2 separate regions of the Urocitellus parryii genome follow, and region 2 is linked to region 1. A link is a contact called in public Hi-C data. All regions are on one chromosome and are shown on one strand. The core of a region is the stretch at or near the end of the contact, and the rest is flanking DNA. Distances in the headings are between cores, read along the strand shown.

Region 1 (2,932 bases), core at 253-2,752:
CATATTTCCATGGAAATGGAATGTAGAAATTGACAATTTGGGGAAGTGTAACAGTAGTCCACTTTAAATATAACACTTGCTTTGAATATAATGCTGCTCTGCCACTGCAACTTACTTTTTTAAATGGACATGTTTCTTTCTCTTCCTCTCTCCCTGCTCCTCCCTAATCTCCCCCCCTCTCTAATCTCAGGGAAAACAGTATTACCACATGAATAAAGTAACCCAGACTTTAGGAATGGTACCAGAAGATCTCAGAAATGACAACCTCCCAAATTGAGGAACTCTAAGTAGGCCAGAGGGGTGGGAGGCAAAGGGAGGAGGCAGGGGGTTAGCAATGATGGAGGAATGTGATGACATCTTTAGCCAAAGTACATGTATGAAGACATGAATTGGTGTGAACATACTTTATATACAAACAGAGACATGGAAATTTGTTCTATATGCCGTAATAAGAATTGTGATGCATTCCGCTGTCAGGTATTTAAAAAATAAAACCAATTAAAAAAAAACATGACAGGGCTGGGATTGTGGCTCAGTGGCAGAGCACTTGCCTAGCATGTGTGAGGCACCAGGTTCGATCCTCAGCACCACATATAAATAAACAAAAAATAAAGGTACATCAACAACTAAAAAAAAAAAAAAATGACAACCTCCCAAATTAGCAAGTGAATTACAACTCCAGACAGAGAACACGTGGAATGTAGCCTTTGAATCACCTGTTTAAAAGCCCCCTGTTTCTGCTGGTGGGCAGAATCACAGCCTTTAGGACAGTAGTCCCCTCTGTTTCTCCTTGGCTAGAAAAGCAATAAATCTTTTCCTTTTTCTCAAAAAAAAAATTAAATCAATCGCTCATTTTTCCCCCCTAAAACTCAACCTTCTTTTCCTGAGAAATGATGCACACTTTACAGAGGAGGAAGCTGAGACCAGTGAAGAGTTGTGCTTTGGGCAAAGGTGAAGATGCCAGAGAGCTAAGCAAATTCAGGGCCTCTTTGTCCCAGCCTAGAACTGTTTCACTGCAGTTGCGAGAGCTTCGAACCCAGAATGCAGCTTAGATCAGCAGGGGTCGAATCCACTCGCCGCTACCCAGCCAGCCGGATCCCACCAAAGCCACGCCCTCCTTTTGGCGACCGCTAGGGAAAAAGGAGAGAAAGGCCATAGCTTGTCTCTTTAATGCGCGCCCCCGAGGCCTGGCGCGCCCCCGCCACTATAACTGGAGTGCATGGAGCAGGCTGCTCTCAGAGGGAGTGGGGCAGGCGCTGGGTACCCGTTGACCGACTTTTCCAAGTGCCATCAGAGGCCAGTCCTTTCCGCTTCCTTGGACCAGCCTCAGGGTGCTCACAGCTGAGGACTTTACACCGTCTGGGCTCTGGGCTGGGTGGTACCCAGGTGCCGCGCGGTGACCCTAGCCGGCTGTGTCCGCTTCCCGCCCCTCTTCCCGCAGCGCTCGCCGTCGGGCGAGAGCTCTGCCGCCGCCACGTCTCACACCCCGCACTACCCGCCTCATGCTGGTGCATACTTACTCCGCCATGGTGAGTAGTCTCAGGTCCCGCCGCACCGGGCACCCTTGGCCGGAGAATCGAGGAGCCCGCGCGCTGCATCTTCCAAACCTCCTGCCCTAGCGCCAACGAAATCTCGGAGGGAGGGAGCAGTAAGGACTCCGCCAGCTTAGAGGGAGGTGGGTAGGAGACCACGGTCCTCAGCCTGAGGCTCCTGCGCCCGCGGGTCATTTGGTGATAGACACTGGGCCCGAGGAAGAGGATCGGACGGCAGCTGGATCCTCCGGAGCCAAGAAGGATCCTTTCTGGTTGGGGTCCTTTCAGCTGCCGGTGGGTCACCTAGCTCTCCCTTTCCTTCCCAGGAGCGCCCCGACGGGCTCGGCGCAGCGGCTGGCGGGGCCCGTCTGTCGTCTCTGCCCCAGGCAGCCTACGGACCCGCGCCGCCGCTCTGCCACACGCCGGCGGCCGCAGCTGCCGCCGACTTCCAGCCGCCCTACTTCCCGCCGCCCTACCCGCAGCCTCCACTGCCCTACGGCCAGGCGCCCGACGCCGCCGCCGCCTTTCCCCACCTGGCCGGGGACCCATACGGCGGCCTGACGCCCCTGGCGCAGCCACAACCTCCGCAGGCTGCCTGGGCCGCGCCCCGCACTGCCGCCCGCGCCCACGACGAGCCGCCCGGCTTGCTGGCGCCGCCCGCCCGCGCTCTGAGTCTAGACCCGCGCCGTGACTACGCCGCCGCAGTGCCCCGGCTACTGCACAGCCTGGCCGACGGTGCGCACGGCCTAGCTGAGGCGCCCCTGGGCCTTCCCGGGCTGGCGGCGCCACCTGGCCTGGAAGATCTGCAGGTGAGACTCGAGGGGTCTGGGATGGCTACCCACCTCCCCTCGCTCCCTCTGGCTGCGGCGATTTAGCAACCTGGCTGGAGGTAAAAAGTGACAAATGCAGGGACATAACTTTTCTCCCAGTTCTCCCACTCCAAGATACGTCCCACGTCCTGGTTTAGACACTGCCCGCAGTTTAAAGGTAGCCTGGCACTTTGTCAATGCGTGGTGCCTGCGCAACTCTGAGCAGGGAGGGATCAAATCTCTTCTCTTTCTTCCGGTGTGCCATTGAGCCACGTTGGGCATCCATTCCCGTCTGATGGGCAGTCTTCTGGGGCATCCTGCTCCTGGAGCGAAGGGAGGCGCAGTAGTTGCTTGTCTAAGCCACGGTGAGTACCCAGGATTCCAGCTTGGCGCCAGATAGATAGTGCGAGCCACCGCTATCCCGGTCCCACCCGTCGCCGCCTTGGGCGGCTTTGCAGCACGCAGTGCTGAGCGGACAGAGATAGGGGCAGCAGGGGCTTGGGAAGCGACAGACGACTAGATTTACTCACGCCCTCACTGCCACCTTCACCTACTTGCAGGCCATGGATGAGCCGGGAATGAACCTCCTGG
Region 2 (2,742 bases), core at 182-2,681, 180 kb after region 1:
AAGACTTTTAAAAAATGTTTAAATGTTTAATATATATATGTATATATAATTAAAAAATTAAACTAACCAACTATGTCTCATGAAGTTAACTACTTGCTTTCTTTATTCTTTTTTTTTTAATCATTTATTTTATTTATTTAGTTATTCCAGTTCTGGGGATTGAACCCAGGGATGCTCTATCATGGAGCTACACCATCAGCCCTTTTTATTTTTTAAGTTAGGGTCTCAAAATGTGATCTTCCTACCTCAGCCTCCCCAATAGCTTGGGACAACAGATCAGCTACACCTGCAGGTGCCTGCTTTTCCTAACAGTTTTGTTGGAAACAAGGTTTTTATTGGATTAGGATGAGGTGAGACAAAATCATGTAAAGTCGAGTCTTAATATTTAAGTTTGCTATATTGCCAGGCGGGGTGGCACATGCGTGCAATCCCAGAGCCTGAGGCTGAGGCAGGAGGATCACAAGTTCAAGGCTAGCCTCAGCAACTTAGTGAGACCCTGTTTCAAAAAGATGGGGCTGGGGTTGTGGCTCACCTAGCACCACATAAAAATAAAATAAAGGTTGTGTCCTACTACAACTAAAACAAAATATTTGGAGAAAAAAAAAGTTAAAAGGTCTGGGATGTAGCTCAGCGATAAAGCAATCCTAGGTTCAACCTCCAGTACCAAAAGGAAAAAAAAAAAAGTCTGCCCTTTTGTTCAAGATCAAATCATAGGCTTTTTGCATTAATTTCTGATTTTCTAAAATACTGCATTAATATGAACTTCACTTGATCACTGAAGTTTTCGGTAGCTCCTTCAAATTTTGCTACCAAGGCGAGAGAGCCTGGCCCTAGTGCCGACCTCAGAAAAGCGCACAGGTCTGGAAACAGATGCTTTCTTTGACCAAAGACGCCTGGGAGCAGTCAGCGGCCAGCAGAGACCCGGGAGTGTTACTTCCGCATCCGAAGACCTGTCGGGAAACGCTGGGGGCCGGCGCACGACTACCTCCAAGATCCGGTTCAGACCCGGTTCTGAACTTGCACAAGCTCTCCGGTCTACTCAGAACCTCGCCCCGCATCCCGCGGTGCCGGCCTTCTCTCGTTCGGGGCGCGGTAAGAGGAGCCCGCGCGGCAGGAAAGGCGCCAAGGGGAAGGGTGGGCTGCGGGGACAAGCTGAGGAGGGCTGGGCGGAGGCCCTCGCGCGCCATCGACCCCAGGGGCACTGCCGCCAACCGAGCGCGGGAAGCCGGCTGCGGACCCCAGGCGCGGCCGCGAGCCCACCCAGCCGAGCCGAGAAGACGCGGAGTCCGCCGGGAGCTGTAGTCCGCCGGGCCCAGCGCCCCAGCTCAGCACCGCTCCCGCCTGAACCCAACACGACCCTCGGCGTGCCGCCTCCGCTGCCCGGTGGGAGGCTTGCGCGTAAACTCACTTCAGAACCCACATCGCCCGCCATGAGTCCGGCTTCTCCAGCGTTCTGTTCTGGATGATTCGGTTCCCGGTTCCCTCAGCCTGGGGACAGCAGCTCCCGCCGTCTCCAGCCAGGCTGCGACGTTCGAGCTTTCGCGCCTAGCCGCAGTGGATGCCCCACCTTCGATGATTTGCACCAATCCGGAGGAGGCGTTTCGTCCAAGGCCACGCCCCCATTCGCCCCACCAATCACGAAGCGCCTCCTGCCGGCCCTTCGACTATAAACTAGGGTAGTTTGGCGGGTACTGGCTGTTCTTGTTAGCAGAACCGAGGGTAGGAGTTTCCTGCGGGCGGCCCAGCCCTTTTATTCCTGCAACAAGGGACCTTATGAGTGGTGGTCTTTGACATTTGACCCTTGCTGTAGCTCGACAGGTCGCACCAAGCAAATTGAGGGGTTGAGCACTCCAGGCAAGAAGTAGACTGGGAATCGAACATCTTGTGGTGTTCTGTGATCGCAGGAAGACCGAGCTCCGCCCCCACCATCCTTGGAGCAGCTAAATGTTGGCGGCTGCTTTTACAAGGCACTCGCCCTTGTACATTAAAAAAGTTTTGCAAGATTCTCAGATACCAAAGAATATCCTTGGATAATCTTTATAAATTTACTTAGAGTTGATTCGAGGATGCGATGCGAAAAGCACTCATCTCACCCCTAGAGGACTCCCCACCTTTGAATAAGCCTTGGGGTGAGAGGGAAATCAAAGCTCTGGCTCCAGATTTTTATTTTTATTTATGTATTTATTTTTTGGTACCGAGGATTGAATTCAGAGACATTCGACCACTGAACCACTTCCCATTCCCAGTTAGCACCTCGCCCCTTGTTGAAGCTGGCTTTGAACTCGCTTACAACTCTCAGCCTCCCGAGCCTCTGGGATTACAGGCGTGGGCCATCACACCGGGCCGAAGTCAGATTTATCCTAGCTCATTCTAATCTCAGTTTTGCCCACTATGTGGGTTATTTTCTTTTTTGCCTTTCTGAGTCAATTCTGTTTTTTCTTGTGACCTTTCTGTGTCCAAGCAAGGATGACTTCTCAGGACTCTTAGTTCAGCTCTCTTGCCCTCTTGTCTTCTTTTGGGTCAGGCCACTCTAAGGCACTTTACAAGATACTGTAAGGTGAAGATCAGAGCGCACGCACCAGGAAAGAAAGATCAGAGTATCTGTCATCCCACTTCACCTCTATGGTCATATCCAATAGTAGGATGACCAACTAGGTTCAATTTGTCCAGGACTTTCCCAGTGAAAGTTCCACAACGCTGGGAACCTCCTCAGTCATAGGCATACCAGGACAGATGGTCACC

What was found. A called contact is a pair of places that touch in the nucleus more often than the background predicts.
Region 2: a Hi-C map of muscle shows a contact between it and region 1, with 7 times the contacts expected there. The contact joins the promoter of Clspn here to the promoter of Tfap2e in region 1. A contact is called at or near these places in 2 of 2 Hi-C or Micro-C datasets (liver and muscle).

The regions. Positions count from the first base shown.
Region 1 is chr11:22,562,591-22,565,522 of mUroPar1.hap1, forward strand. It overlaps Tfap2e (transcription factor AP-2 epsilon), which reads left to right and starts at 1,503. Exons shown (of 7, transcript XM_026393478.2): 1 at 1,503-1,529; 2 at 1,859-2,341; 3 at 2,902-2,932. The coding sequence starts at 1,503.
Region 2 is chr11:22,737,855-22,740,596 of mUroPar1.hap1, forward strand. It overlaps Clspn (claspin), which reads right to left and starts at 1,432. Exons shown (of 25, transcript XM_077791386.1): 1 at 1,409-1,432. The coding sequence starts at 1,432.